2 separate regions of the Mus musculus genome follow, and region 1 is linked to region 2. The links are chromatin contacts, called in public promoter capture Hi-C maps. All regions are on one chromosome and are shown on one strand. Each heading gives the region's core, a stretch centred on a gene start, on an enhancer-like site or on the middle of the called end of the contact. The rest is flanking DNA. Distances are from core to core; before and after follow the strand shown. Region 1 holds the start of Elfn2 (leucine rich repeat and fibronectin type III, extracellular 2). Region 2 holds the start of Dgat1 (diacylglycerol O-acyltransferase 1).

Region 1 (7,250 bases), core at 931-3,430, 2.2 Mb after region 2:
TGGCCCTCACATTGCTGTCCCTGTGACGTCACCAATAGCCTGAAGCTGATGTCACACCCCAAGGTTCTCACTGACATCACACACACACACACACACACACACACACACACACACACACACACACACACACACACTTCTTTCTCCCGGTGTCTTACTCTTCTTTTCCTGCCTGAAGGCTGGTGGCCCAGAGGTCCCCCTGTCCACCATGCATGACAAGAGGGTCCACAGATAGCTAAGACAGCAGCAATGTGCGTTCATCCACATACCAGACAACATTGACACGCATGTGCAAGCCCACTGTTGATCTAGACATAACATGTCCCACAGGTGTCCACAGGGTACAGAAACAGTTAGAGCCAAGCACACACACACACACACACACACACACACACACACACACAGAGGCAAACATGCCTAGCCCTCGTGATGCAGCTCCGGGTGTTGAGATGCCCCTCCTCCGTCAGCGAAGCCAACAGCCAGGGCTGCAGCTTCTACTACATTCCTCCAGGTACTGCCGAGCAGCTGCCCCTTCCCCCAGCTTCTCCTCCCACAGCCTGGCCTGCTGACAGTGACATCCGCAGCCGGACACAGGAGCACGCGCGCACACACATGCACGCGCACTCAGCACACACAGGCGCACACACACACCCCAGTTCAACACCTGTATCTCTCAACAAGGAGCCAGCTGCAGGGTAAGAAGAGTCCAGAGCCCTGGGAAGTACCCTTAAGTACCACATGTATCCAGATCTGGCTGAGATTCTGAGCAGTGTCCCCGGCTCATTCTCCTTGGTCATGCCTGACACACCGAGGCCTGGCAGCCTCTATCCTCCTCCACACAATCTCCCCAAGTACGCAGATTCAGAGAGAGAGAGAGAGAGAGAGAGAGGGAGAGAGAGAGAGAGAGAGAGAGAGAGAGAGAGAGACGCACACAGGCACATACAGACACACAGACACATACAAGCTCTCTCCCCTCCAAATATTCCAAGGAAGCCCTGCTGAGCCACAGATTGTGTGTGTGTCTGTGTGGCAATGGGGGTCTATCCTGAGTCAATACACATCCTTTCCACATGCATATACCACCCCACCAGCCAACACACCCACCCTCTACCCCCTCCTAGCCAGTAGCAGTACACACACACACACACACACACACACACACCACTAGGCAATGGTGGGGCTCAGTCAGAGCTGCAGTCTGTCCGTTTATGCTGGTGCTTCTGTCCCACACCAGCCCTGCCGAGGGGAAAAAAATCCAAGTCCTTGCAAGGGTCCCAGCATACCCTAACTCTGGTCCCCCTACTACATTCACAGTGCCCCTGAGAGATAGGGGGCAAGTCGAAAGCCGGTCCCTTCCCCCTGGGCTAGAGATCTAGCCACCCTGTGAAGCCCCCCTTACCAGTGAGATGAATTCCTTGACCCGCCACGACTCAGTGAAAAGCGGGCCGGAGCTCTGGTTCGCCAAAATGGGGGCCAGAGAGGTGCGGCGTGGTACTGGCTAGCAAAACCCTGCTCAAGCTTCTGCATCACCACCGCGAAAATGTTCACCTCGACGCTCGTCCTCCCTGCCCTCCCACCACGCCTCCGCCCAGCCTCTCCCCCACCACCTTGCGCAGGGTGGTCCCTTGGGGGTCTTATGGGGGATCCCCAGACCAAGAAGAACCAAGAAGAGTGGCTCTCCCTGCCTCATCCTCCCCTCCCAGGTCCCTTTCCAAGCCCCACCCCCGCTGGCGGCCAGGGAGCCCTCAGCTCAGCCTGGATTCCCGGGGTCCCCGCCAGCCGCCTGCAGCACTCGGATCCGGAGGAATCCACTCACCTCCAGTCCTGACTGGGATCCGAGCGGGATGCCACCACCTCCCGGCAGCGGCTGCTGCGGGGCCTGCGCCGGAGAGCGAGCGTGAGCGCGGGTGCGAGTGTGCGCGGCGGCCGGCCGTGGCTCTGTGCGTGTCGTGTGTCTGTGGCGTGGCCCGGGCGTGTGTGTCTGTGAGCGTGCGTGTGCGCGCAGACACTGCCACCCCCGCCTCCCGCCGCGTAGGGCTGCTGCCCGCAGAGGGCCCGGGTGCTGGGCGGAGGACCTCAGGGGCTGGCGATCACTGCGTCTGTCGGTCCGTCCGGCTCTGTAGCCAGATCCCTTCACAGGCCTCTCTCCGCTGCAGACCCTCCCGCCCCTCCGCCGTCTGCTTCCACGGCCACAAGCGCGCTCCCAGACACACGCCACGGGGCGGGGGCCGCGCTGGGCTCTGGCGCTACTGCAGCTGCAGCGCCCTGTGAGGTGGCTGCACCGCGGACCGCCAAGCCCCGGGCACCCGCCGAGCGCGCCCCCCGGCCCCGCCCCACCTCGGCCACCTCTCTCCGGGCTATGTCTCAGTTCACCCCACCACCGCCTCCTCCAGCTCATTCAACAGCTGGAGGCAAAGTTGCCCCGGGTGCAGCGCCCTGCTCGAGGACAATCTCATCCCCAACCCCGCTTCCCCCCTTCCCATGCCCGAGCACCCCTTTCCGCCTGCGCCCTGACCCGGTGTTCCGCGTGTAACCACTGGAGAGCACTGCGGTGGAGCTGCTGCGTTCCCATTTTGCAGGCGGGACAGCTGAGGCGGGTGAGCAGAGTGCTTGCCCAAAGTTTATACAGCGAGTCCGAGTCCGTGGAGTCTCCCAATTCTCCCTGCCTCCAAACCAAGGCATTTGGCTACCCCTCGCTGCCTTACCCCATCCCCGGGAGCATATTGGGCTCTGTGGCCACAAAGAGAAACTTCCTAAGGCCTTCCTGGCCACAGCTTAAGCTCCGCTTCAAACACAGACACCACCACCATCACCACCACCACCACCACCTGCAAGGGAGTCTCCCTGCAAGGCAGCGGTAGTTGAGGCTCTGCACCCGAAGCTGGGCACACAAGCAGCTGGTGGGAGTCTGGGCTGATGTCAGGAGTCTCCTCCAGCCGTTGTGACCCGCCAACCCAGACAGTTGAGCTCTGCCGCCGCCAGACTTTGTGCTTCGCAATCACTTTTCCGGGCCGCATTCACCAGAGCCTGTCCTCAGGTGGTGCACAGCGACTCAGCCCGGCTGCTGGAACTCCTAACAGGCCTGGGCTGAGTCTGGACAGATGAATGGGAGCTGATGGGTAGGAGTTGCTCAGCTGAAGGAAGTGGAGAAGGGTATCCCAGACTGCGGGAACGACATGTGCAAAGTCACAGAGGCGGAAAGCATCCTGGTGTACTTAGTACAGAGGGACCCGTGGAGTTGGGTAGCACTAGAGCAGAAAGAAATGCTGTACAAAATCGCCTCGCTCTTGTCATCCGAGGACAGGAAAGTAGCCCAGGATAGGACCAGAAGGGTAGATAAGCGCTGAGACCCAGGCCACCTGTTATGTCACAATTTAGAGAGACTGTGGGGTGTCTCACCTCTAAGCCTCCCGACCTGTACCTTTTTGAGTGGCAGGCGCATTTCTTCCTACCCATCCTTCAGATCTTCTTTGCAGACCCAATGAAACCTTATGCTGCCTCTGTCTACTAACCTAATCCCCTTCCCCGAAGAGGGACCATAAGAACTCAGGGTTCCCTAACCGAGGCTAGGCACCGAGGTGGGTCCAGCTCCAGTAGCACACACCCCACCCCCGCCCCTACCATCCCCCACCCCACCATCTCCCGATCCCACCTCCGCCAAGCTCGCTTCTGTTGAAGAGACGGCTGCCCCTGCGCCCTCTAGCGGATCAAATGCGCGACTGCAGAAAACTCCCTGTGGCTCGCGTGTGCTGAGGTGGGCGCTGGCAGAGGCCTACTAAATCCAGCCCTGGTCCAAGACATTGAGCACTGACTCTGGGAAGCACCAGGCATAGAATTGCAAAGTAACATCTCTGATTCATCTGTATGAGTGTCCCGGTCATCAGCCAGAGTGAGAGTCACACCTTGCCCCACCCCCACCCCCAGCCTCAGTTTCCCGCCTGTAAGAAATGGTTAAGGTCGCACTTCCTTACTGGTGCCTTCTCTTTTCTCCTGGGGCCTGCAAAGCTGGCTAGACTCACTCAGCGGTAGTTTTGAGCTTCCATGGTTCCCACATTCCAGCTTTGAAGGCTGGCCCTTGCAGGGTAGAGATAAGCTGTTGCCAGTTTCCCTCTCTGAGCTCCGTTGTTGCACCACACAGATGATGACATTGGCCGGGGCTGAGGTGGTGTCATTGTTGACTACACCATCTGGTTCCTTGATTGGGCCTTCTCTACACAAGCACTGTCCAATGTAACTTTCCACCACAGCGGAAATGATTTAAGGAGTCACTAACCTCTTGTGGCTATTGTGTGGTTAAAACCGTGGCTTCTACAACTGCCGGGTGCACTTATCTTTTTTATTTTGATTGATTTAGACTTAAGTGGCCACGTATGGCTTGTGGCTACCGTGTTAGCAAAAAACTTGGGTACATAGCAGCCTCCTGGTCAAAAAGACCCAGAGAAAGAGCTTGGTATGAGTGTGAACACCGGGACTTGACAGATTCAATGCAATTTCCATAACAATTCCAACACATTTCTTAACAGACCTTGTCAGAGCAAATTCTCAACTTCATGTGGAAAAACTAAAAACCCAGGATAGCTAAAAACAACCGAGAACAATAAAAGAACTCCTGGAGGTAGCACCATCCCTGACCTCCAGCTGGACTACAGAGCAGTAGTCATAAAAACTGCATGGTGTCAGTATGGGAACACAGGCTAATTAGAAATCCACACACCTCTGGATACTTGATTTTTTTCCACAAAGATAGCAAGACTATACAACAGAAAAAAAAAAAAGAAAAGAAAGAAAGTGTCTTCAACAAATGGTGCTGGTCTACCTGATGTCTGCATGCAGAATACTGCAAATAGATCCTTATCTATCACCCTGAACAAAACACAGGTCCCAGTGGATCAAGAACCTCAACATAAAACCAGACACAGTAAATCTAATAGAGAAGAAAGTGGGGAAGAGCCTTGAACTCACTGGTACAGGAGACAACTTCCTGAACAGAACACTAGTGGCTCGGGCTCTCAGATCAACAATTGATACATGGGACCTCATGAAACTGAAAAGCTTCTGTAAGGCAAAGGACAAAACGGCAGCCTGCAGACTGGGAAAGGATCTTCACCAACCCTACATCTAGCCCTACAAAGAGCTAATATCCAAAATTTATAAAGAACTCAAGAAGGTAGACACCAACAACACAAATAACCCTATTTAAAAATGGGGTACAGTGCTAAACAGAGAATTCGCAGCAGAGGAATCTCAAATGCCAGAGAAGCAAAAAGGAAATGTTCAAACTCCTTAGTCATCAGGGAAATTCAAATAAAAACGACTCCGAGATTCCATCTTACACCCGTCAGAACCGCTAAGATCAAAAACTCAAGGGATAGCACATGTTGTCGATAATGTGGAACAGGGGGGGGACCCTCCTCCATTGCTGGCTGGAGAGTAAACTTGTACAACCACTTTGGAAATTTCTCAGAAAACTGGGAATAGTTCAACCTCAAGACCCAGGCCAGGGGTGTGGGGTGAGGCAGAAGTGGGCATGAGCACATCCCAGGTACAGGCCAGGCCTTTCCATTTGTCACCTGGTCCCCTGTAACAGACTCCTCTTTCTCTCTCATCTGTTTAAGCCCTCCAGAGGTGGCCTGCAGCCCGGGCAAGGATGCAGATGTGGTCTTAGAAAGATGCCAAGTGACTGGCATCAGCTGCCTGAAGCACTCACAGGATCATCTGGGGACGTTTGTCTCTCTCTCCCTCTTTCCATAACACCCAATTTCTTCTCTCCGCACTGAATCAAAGTGCCCCTCCCTGAAGCTGAGCTAACAGCTCACAGGTGGACTGATGTGTGGGCCAAAGGAACAGCTGTATAGGAACCGTCCCAGAATCCCAATGTCCAAGGTAACATGGCGGGCACTTCCAACTGCCTGGAGCCCTGTATTACACTCCAGACCTTCACCCACCTTGGGGTCTTCTCACAGCACTGATGAGTGGTCCCCACAGCCCACCAACAAAGTGACCTCTGTTCCTGAGTTGAACAAATGTGACTCACACGCCAATGACCCCATATCATCAGGATGTTTCTCCCCAGAAGGTCTTCTGTCTGGAGCTTGGAGAGCAGCGTAGAGAGATGTATGGGGGTGCCGGGCACACACTCAGCTGAGTAGCCACCAGATGCATCCTTCACATACATGTTGATTTTCTTTCATTCGATCTGTGTGACATTTTGGGTTGGCGCTAGGAAATTAGGCTAAGCAATTCTCAAATCACAGATACATGCACAGAGCTATAAGGAGCCACACTCCTGTTGGGCCTCTGGGGCTGGGACAGACTGCTTGACCCACTGCAGGGGAGAGACAAAATGAGAGGCAGTCCAGAGGGCACACGTGAGTTTAGGAGAATACCCTGTCCTGTGCCCAAAATGGATATCCCAAGAGGCATGGAACAGGAGGAGGTAAGGACAGGGGACAGAAATGCCTTCTCAGCAAGGGGTCCTCAGGTGGCAGCCTTCTTGTTTTCCTGGACACTACAGTAGGTCCAGGAAGCAAGGCTGAAAGCCAGGTTCCTCTGCCTTCTCTGGGCCTTCTGCCTTGATCTGAGGTCAAATACTTCTGGGTCCTAAGAAGGATGAGAGACCTTGAAGGTGGGCTGAAGAGAGTCACTAGGAGGACAAGTGAGGAACTGTCAGGAGGAAGAGGATGGAGATGGAAGCCTCCCACTGGAGGCTAAGACCACCTCCCCTACTTTCTATGCCCTCCCTTCCTTCAGGAAACCCTGCCTCTGTTGCCACATCTGTCACCTGTTGTGTGATGGATTACCCCTCAACTCGGTAGCTAAAATCAGCAAAACCGAAAACAAGCTTGCTGCTCAGGTTCTGGGGTCCAGAATGGGAGGGAGGGGTGTGTTCTTATAAGACCGTCCCTGGCCTCACCTGCTTCATGATGAATGACAAGCGGGTGTAGGCTGAGGAGCTGGGGGTTCAGCCCTTGTCCCTACAGGACCATCTATACACCCTCATGATACCCTGTCCCTATAGGGCCACCTATATACCCTCATGACACAATGACAATTTCCCCTGCATCTGGCCAAAGGCAGAAGCCAGAAACCAGAATGGCTCTCATTATCTGTCCTCATTCATATGACACCAAGGTCAGGGCCACACTGGGTCTACGCGAGGTCTAGGAAGAAGGTCCCATCGGGCTGTCCCAAGATCTGTGGGATCCGATAGCAGATCCCAGAGGAACCTGGGGAAGTTCTAAGTTCTGTGTCCA
Region 2 (7,023 bases), core at 310-2,809:
CACAACATCTTTTCAGGTGGAAAATGGGAGGCCAGCCTCTCTCAAGACCAGCTTTGATTTACAGAAAATCATGATCCCTCTAAGGAGGGCCAACCTCCTCCCCCACTCTTGCCTCCAAGGCCTCCTTACCTGACCTTTGTTCATAATATGCCATACCTGCCTCACACTGAAGTTATCTTATCTCCTGGGTGAACTGTGAACACCCTAGGGCAGCTGGGGCGTGGGGGGCACCGTGCCCACTAGAAAAAGATTGTTGATACAAAGAGAACCAGACTTTGCCACCCTAGATAGCCACTTCCTCCAAGCCCCTCAGGTACTTCCTAACCCAGAGCTACTAAAGGGTCCCATGATGATCACCAAAAAGAGTCTCAGGGCCGGCTTTGTAGGAGACAGTCTCCATTTCTTCAGCTAAGCAGGGCCTCTCCCATAGGTGTGTTCATACCAAACCTCTCTCCGGTACTCCAACCACGGGATGAAAGTCTCACTTAGTAGTCAGCTCTGCCCCTATAGCCCGAAGTCATTCTGGTAACATAAGCTGGGCTTCCTTCAGGCCCTCCTACTTGCTGGAAGAGGGGTGAATAAGCCATGCAGCCTGTTAGTACTAGAAAGCTTCCTGTACTGTCCTCTGCCCCGAGCAAACGCCCATACCCATCGCCTCAAACAGGCGTGTGTCCTCTGGAGCCTCTAGCAGCCTTCTCTACCCACAGGACACCCCTCGTAGTTTTTGCAAAGGTAACTCTTCATCATAACCCTCCCTGGAAAACATCAGCCTCCTTCCACTGAAGAAAGCCCATTCATCTCCACCCCCCACCCCCCCGGGGCTCACATTTCCTGCTACCCACTCCTCAGAAAGGACCTCAAGGGACTCTGCCTCAAGGTGTGCTTACTTTCCTAAGCAATATGGAAAGGGGGCTGCTGCCCACTCCTCTACCCAGACTCCCTGGTCGGCTACACGACCACACCTGGGTGACCTTGGCAAGTGACCCTCTCCCCAAAGCCCGTGTCCCAGTACAGCCCCAGGGGAGCCCCGGCCGCGTAACTCGCAAAGCTGTGGCCAACTTTTAAGAACTAGGAGCGTCACTGGAGAGGTCAGATGTAAGGGGATCAGGCACTCCGCTACCTCAGATCCCAGTAGCCGTCGCCCACGCTGGTCCGCCCGTCTTTGTCCCGGGTATGGGCTGGAGCCGGAGCCGGAGCCGGCGCGTCACCCCCGGCGCCCAAGTCGGGGCTCACAGCCGCGTCTCGCACCTCGTCCTCTTCTACCTTGGGCCCACTACCACCCTGGACGGAAACCCGCGAGCCGGTCCTCCGACGCCGAGAGCTTCCCGCGCCTCCGCGGTCGCCCATGGCTTCGGCCCGCACCTCGTCGCGGCCCAGTCGTGCTCCGCCGGCTCTCAGCGCTTGGAGCCCGCGGCCCCGCCTCTGGACCCTGAGCAACGGCCTCCGCCGCCGCCCCCTGCCGGCCTCCGTAGCCGGCGCAGCGCACGACTACCTCTGCGACGCTGAGGCTGCGATGCTGCGGAGCAGCTGACTGGCTGTGGCGTCAACTGGAGAGTCCATTTGTAGTCCGAGGCCGAGCGGAGGCGGAGCCTAATCGAAGACGCGGAGCACGCTGGGAGTCGCGGGAGCAGAGCGCGGAGCCTCCTGGGAGTTGAAGGCACCGGGAGCTGGTGACGTATAGCACTCTGGGAATTGCAGTCACAGGCTGGCAGAAGCAACTAGTGTGCAGCTTGGCTGTGAACTTCGGTGGAAGAGGTCCGAGGTGCTGTCTCACTGCGAGGAGCAAGCGGGAGGAGAACTGCCCCGGCTCCTGGCTCCCTGGCAGCTACGCACTTCCTCTGACCTCTTGCTTGCCTCTTGTCCCACTTATGTAAAAACATCCTTTCGTCATCCCCAGCAGCGGTTTGAGTGTAGGTCATTTATGAAACTGCGCTGACGTCTTGCGGTTCCAAATCCATTTTTGAGCGCACAACCGACAGACTTATCTGCTCTGGCAGCATCGTTCTCCGAAAGATCCCTAGCTGCTAGGCAGGAACCAGTTTAAATGTACCTTGGAGCACATAGCCTGTCAAAGGATCAAACTGGAGAAATACCCAGCTTCGCATTACAGCAAATGTGTGCAACTGCCCAGTTAGTTAAAAGAAGCAACTCACCAGTCACCATGGCCTCTTCCTCTACCGCCCCACAGTGCTGTCGAGGGCCCGACAAGCAACGTGCCTGATTTAGACACCGCCGTGCATACATTCTAGACCTGAGGAAGCACCTAATTTCCTTCAGAAACACTATAAAGGACCAAGGAGAATAGTGGCTTTCTCTTCTGGGGAATAGCAGGCCTAAGAAGCACCTCTATAGGACAAGGTTGGTAGCCTCTCCTACAGGATGCTACTAGTCTTCCTATTAAGCTCCCTCCACTTCTGTAGTATCCACTGACTCCTTCCCTCAGGTCACACTTTCTTCACGACACATCTCATGATGAGCAATCTGGGCTGCCCTGCCGGTGGTGTCTTTGTACATATGCAGAGAAAAGCGAACCCAGGCTTGGACTTTTGTGGATCAGAGCCAACCTGGTCAGTGTCTCCGAGCATTCCTTTGTTGCTGGCCCAGTCTTTCATCTGGTCCTTGGCAAGGCAAGGGCTAGGTCTTTGTGAATAGTGACCCCAAAAGGAGGCAGAGTGAAAGAAAAAGTCTCTTTGGGAGCCTGAAGTGAAGGTAAGTCGTGTGAGCTCTGCCATGCCTTTCCCGCTCCTTCCTCTGTTAAGTGAATACGAGGCTTCCACATTCTCCTGGGCTAGCACGTTGGCTACACCAGCTTCCAGTTTGAAACCAAAAACTAAAAGTGGAAGGTTGAGGCCTAGGCTGCCACTAAAGCCAGAGATGAATCCACACCATCCAAGAGAATGAAAGTCCTCCTTGGAGACAGCTATTCATTGACATTCAGCCTTACAGCTGTCAGCCTCCAAGAGGCCATGGGAGTGAAGAGACCAGAGGATGACCAGAGCCATCAGGAAGGATGGTTCTATGGAGACCTGTGCCAAAGAGATGGCACCGATGTCAGAGTTCCAGGGCCTGATTCAAGGAGGAAAGGCTGGAATGGATGATTGCGATATGCAGACAGCTTCACTGTTGAAATTTAACGTGAGTGGTGGCACACGCCTTTAATCCCAGCACTCAGGAGGCAGAGGCAGGCAAATTTCTGAGTTCGAGGTCAACCTGGTCTATAGAGTTCCAGGACAGCCAGGGCTACACAGAGAAACCCTGTCTTGAAAAAAAAAAAAGTGTGCAGACAGGGCTGGTGAGATGGCTCGGCAGTTATGAGCCCTGGCTGCTCTTCTGAGAGGTCCTGAGTTCAATTCCCAGCAACCGCATGGTGGCTCACAACCATCTATAAGGGTAACTGATGTCCTCTTCTGGCATGTGGGTGTATATGCAGCAGAGCACTCATACAATAAATAATGTTTTTTAAAAATTTAATTTTAAAAAAAAGTCACAAACAGCTTCAGGCTGAACCCAGCACCCTAGGATTACAAGCAGGCCAAGGAAAACCTGCTTCGGAGAGTTTGCAGTGGTGGAGAAGAGGGCTCATCAAAACCCTCCAGGAAGCTGTTTCCATTCCTTTTGGCCTACTAACATAAAGAAACAGAAGCGGGGACACACACACACACACACACACACACACACACCACATGGTGGCTTGCAACCATCCATAACAGAAAATCTGATGCCCTCTTCTGAAGTGTCTGAAAACAGATACAGTGTGCTTACATATAATAAATAAATAAATAAATATTTTTTAAAAAAAGAAAAGAAACAGAAGCAATCAAGGCCCTGAAACTGTGGGGTCCTCTAGAAAGTAGGAAGATACAAGACTTCCTGTATGCCTTTGCTACCACCAAAAAAGTGGTGTTTGGGTGGGTGGAGACAGTACTATGTGAAGACAGTCCTAGGCTATTTGTTCACCCACAACTGTTTATCTGAGCCTTAGGCTCCTCTTCTACAAACAGGAAATCTCTTACTGAGCAATGGTGGTTACAGGCCTTTACAGGAAATCTCTTACTGAGCAATGGTGGTTACAGGCCTTTACAGGAAATCTCTTACTGAGCAATGGTGGTTACAGGCCTTTAATACAGCACTGGGGAGGCAGAGGCAGATGAATCTCTGAGTTCCAGGACAGCCAGAGAAACCTTGTCGATCTTGTTCCAGCTAGGGACAGTGACAGTTAAGATCCTCTGTGGAGAGCCTGATTAACCATTTCTCCCAGTCCCAGATGTGCCTTCATTCCTGTTGTTACTGCTGTCCCAGCTTCCCAGAGAGCATGTCCTCCACCACTGGGATAATTTCCAAGCTGCTGGCACATAGGACATGACCTGCTGCAGATACGTCTCTCCCTTTCGACATGAATGGAATCTGAGTGAGTCTGCCTCCTGTTCTTGCCAGGATGTGGGCAGTTGGGCTGGCTCTGACCTAAGACTGACCTAGTTTGGTGCATCAAAGTTTTTGAGCCACTCAACTCACACCTGCTGACCTGCTTGCCAAGGGTCATTGCTGGGTGAGCCTTCCACCCTCACTCCCGTGGCTGCTCTAACTCTCTACCCAGCACAGCCTTGCCTCCTATTTCCTCTGTTCTCCTTGTCTAGAATCTGAGGGCTACTTGTGGTTACAGAAGTGCCTCTCCTCCTGGGAATCTTCATACTGGCCCAGCCTAGCTGTCTAGCAGTACAAGAGCACACACCCACAGTTTAGGGGTCTGTGAGAGACCAACTCTTTTAAGTTCAGACTCCATTTTAGAGCACCTGACCTAAGTTTGAACTCTGGTAAACTGGCATAAGGTTCCAAGTTACCTCCCAACAAGACCTATGCCTCCAGGTTATTCCCCCAACAAGACCTGTGCCAATTTCAGTTTCCAGGCTACCCCCCCCCAACAAATCTGCATCCCTGGGTTACAAGCCCACCCCTGCCTCACAACAACCAATGCAGAGGGAAACAGAAGTATATGAGTTGACTCCCAGCCCCAGCCAATTATGCTAAAGGCCATAGTAGCTCTCCAATTAGATGCTTGCCAGGCCAGAAACACCACCACCACCACTGCCACCCTTGACTGCCCCCTGCCCCCGCTTGCTGCTTTCTACAAAACCTTGCCCTGATAGATGCTTGGGGTTCCTCTCTACCAAAATTGTCCTGCACAGTGTTGGTGGTGGGCTGAGCCTGAGCTAGCTTAAATAAAGGCTCTGGTGTGATTGCATCGGATTGGCTCCTCTGACTGGTCTTTTGGGGTTCACTAACACTTGCTTGACACTGGATGAGAACAGCGGGCCTCCAGGAGAGGGGCTACACCCAGCAGAGGCTTCTACTGTCCCATTTGCTCCGACACCATCTCGGAGGATTGTAAAGAATGAGGGAACCAGAGCTGTTGATGCAGCTGCAGAAGTACTAAGGAAAATAGAGCAGAAGCATTCCAGGCCAGCGATTGCTTCTAGATCAGCTTGGGCAGGAGCTAACTTCCGGCTAGCTGCCCAGAAGCTACGTGGCCCCTGAATACCTGAGACAGAGCAGAGTTGATTGCCCCAGGTCAATCAATGACTTTGCCTTCAGACAGGTGTTCCACTGGCTCTGCTGGCCTGACTGACTCTCTCCAGTAGGAGAAAGGCCAAGGCCTGTTCTTCTTCACTTGGGATTTCAGCACTGATCCGAGCCTGCAGAACCAGGAATTCTCCCCTTAGACACCCTCCAATACCCCTAGCAGCACCCCAACAGGACACGCCAGTCAACACTCCAAATTCTATCAAGAGTGGCATTTATTCTCCTCGTGGAGGTGCGGCGCTCCGAGGAGCTGGTGCTATTGTGCTTAGGAAGGAGGTCTGTCCGTCCGTCCGTCTGTCCGGCCGGCCCGGCCCCAAACGGGGGCGGAAGAGGGACACGGCCCGAGTAAAAATCCCGGCCTGTTGCGGGCCAGGAGTATGTACAAGGTGGCGGGGCGCAGGCGGGGGTGGGGGCGGGGCGGGCCGGCAGCCACAGCCCCCACCCGAGGGCCCCCCGCACCTCGGGCCCTACTTGTAGAATCAGTACAAAATAGGTGCTACCTAAACGTTCCTTCTACCTGAATTCGCTAAGTCGGTTATTGTGCTGCTTAGTTATGGGGGCGGGAGGGGGCCCATGGCTTTCCACGGCGGCAGGGTGTGGGCGAAGCGGGAGATCCTGGCGGGCCCACAGCCCTTCCAGCCTTCTCCATAGGTAGGTAGACAGGAGTAGAGAGTGGGGCGGGGTGGGCGCCTCTGTGTGCGTGTGCATGCGGCACAGGCTGGCAGGCCCAGGCTAGGAACTGTGGGCATTTTGCCAGGTGGAGTAAGGGGGTTAGATATGGGCACTGTTATGCTAGGCCTGCGGGTCCGCACCAGGAGGGTTAGCCAAGCTTGGTGCTGGGTTGAGACTGGCCATATCATATACTCCAGCATGTTGCACCTTAGCGGCACAGAGACAGCAGAGCCTCGTATCTCAGGGAATCAGAAAATGGGTACCTGTATGGGTGGCCCTGGTGAAGCTGGGCCCCAGAGACCCTGGGACCTGTCCAATTTGAGCTGGGAACATAAGGCCCAAGTCAAAGGCAGAGCCTGACTACACCCAGCGTATTCTAGGACTGAGGTGGGTAGGAGAGGCCATAGGGGCCCAGGGATTCAGCCCTCTGCATCTGCCTTCCACCCTGGCCTACCTATGCGTATTGGGCCCTGTCACTGATGGGCACCTCCAGAAGGTTGCCACATCTCTGACGGATTCAGGAATGGGCCTGGCATATCGTAGGTACCCAATGATGGGTCGGTGAGTGATGAAGGACTGACAAGAGAGGACTTGGGTGATACCATTCCATCCCAGCCTCTGGAACCATGACGCCTGCCGGGCTCTGCCCTGGGGTAGGGTATGGGGAAAGAAAGTCTGCGTGGCCGGCCCCGCGCAGCATCCCTGATCTAGGGGCCTATGGGATGGGTAGGGCAGGGGATACCTGATTCTCAGTAACTCTAGAGGCTGCGGCAG

What was found. Promoter capture Hi-C pulls out the DNA fragments that hold promoters and counts their contacts.
Region 1: a contact with region 2 is called in a promoter capture Hi-C map of liver, with 5 times the contacts expected there. The contact joins the promoter of Elfn2 here to the promoter of Dgat1 in region 2. A contact is called at or near these places in 2 of 39 promoter capture datasets (hippocampal neurons and liver) and 1 of 9 other capture datasets (adipose tissue).

Annotation. Positions count from the first base shown.
Region 1 is chr15:78,716,591-78,723,840 of GRCm38.p6, forward strand. It overlaps Elfn2 (leucine rich repeat and fibronectin type III, extracellular 2), which reads right to left and starts at 2,181. Exons shown (of 2, transcript NM_001358692.1): 1 at 1,814-2,181.
Region 2 is chr15:76,510,435-76,517,457 of GRCm38.p6, forward strand. Dgat1 (diacylglycerol O-acyltransferase 1) reads right to left here and starts at 1,560. Exons shown (of 17, transcript NM_010046.3): 1 at 1,121-1,560. The coding sequence starts at 1,347. Scrt1 (scratch family zinc finger 1) reads right to left here. Exons shown (of 2, transcript NM_130893.3): 2 at 5,769-7,023.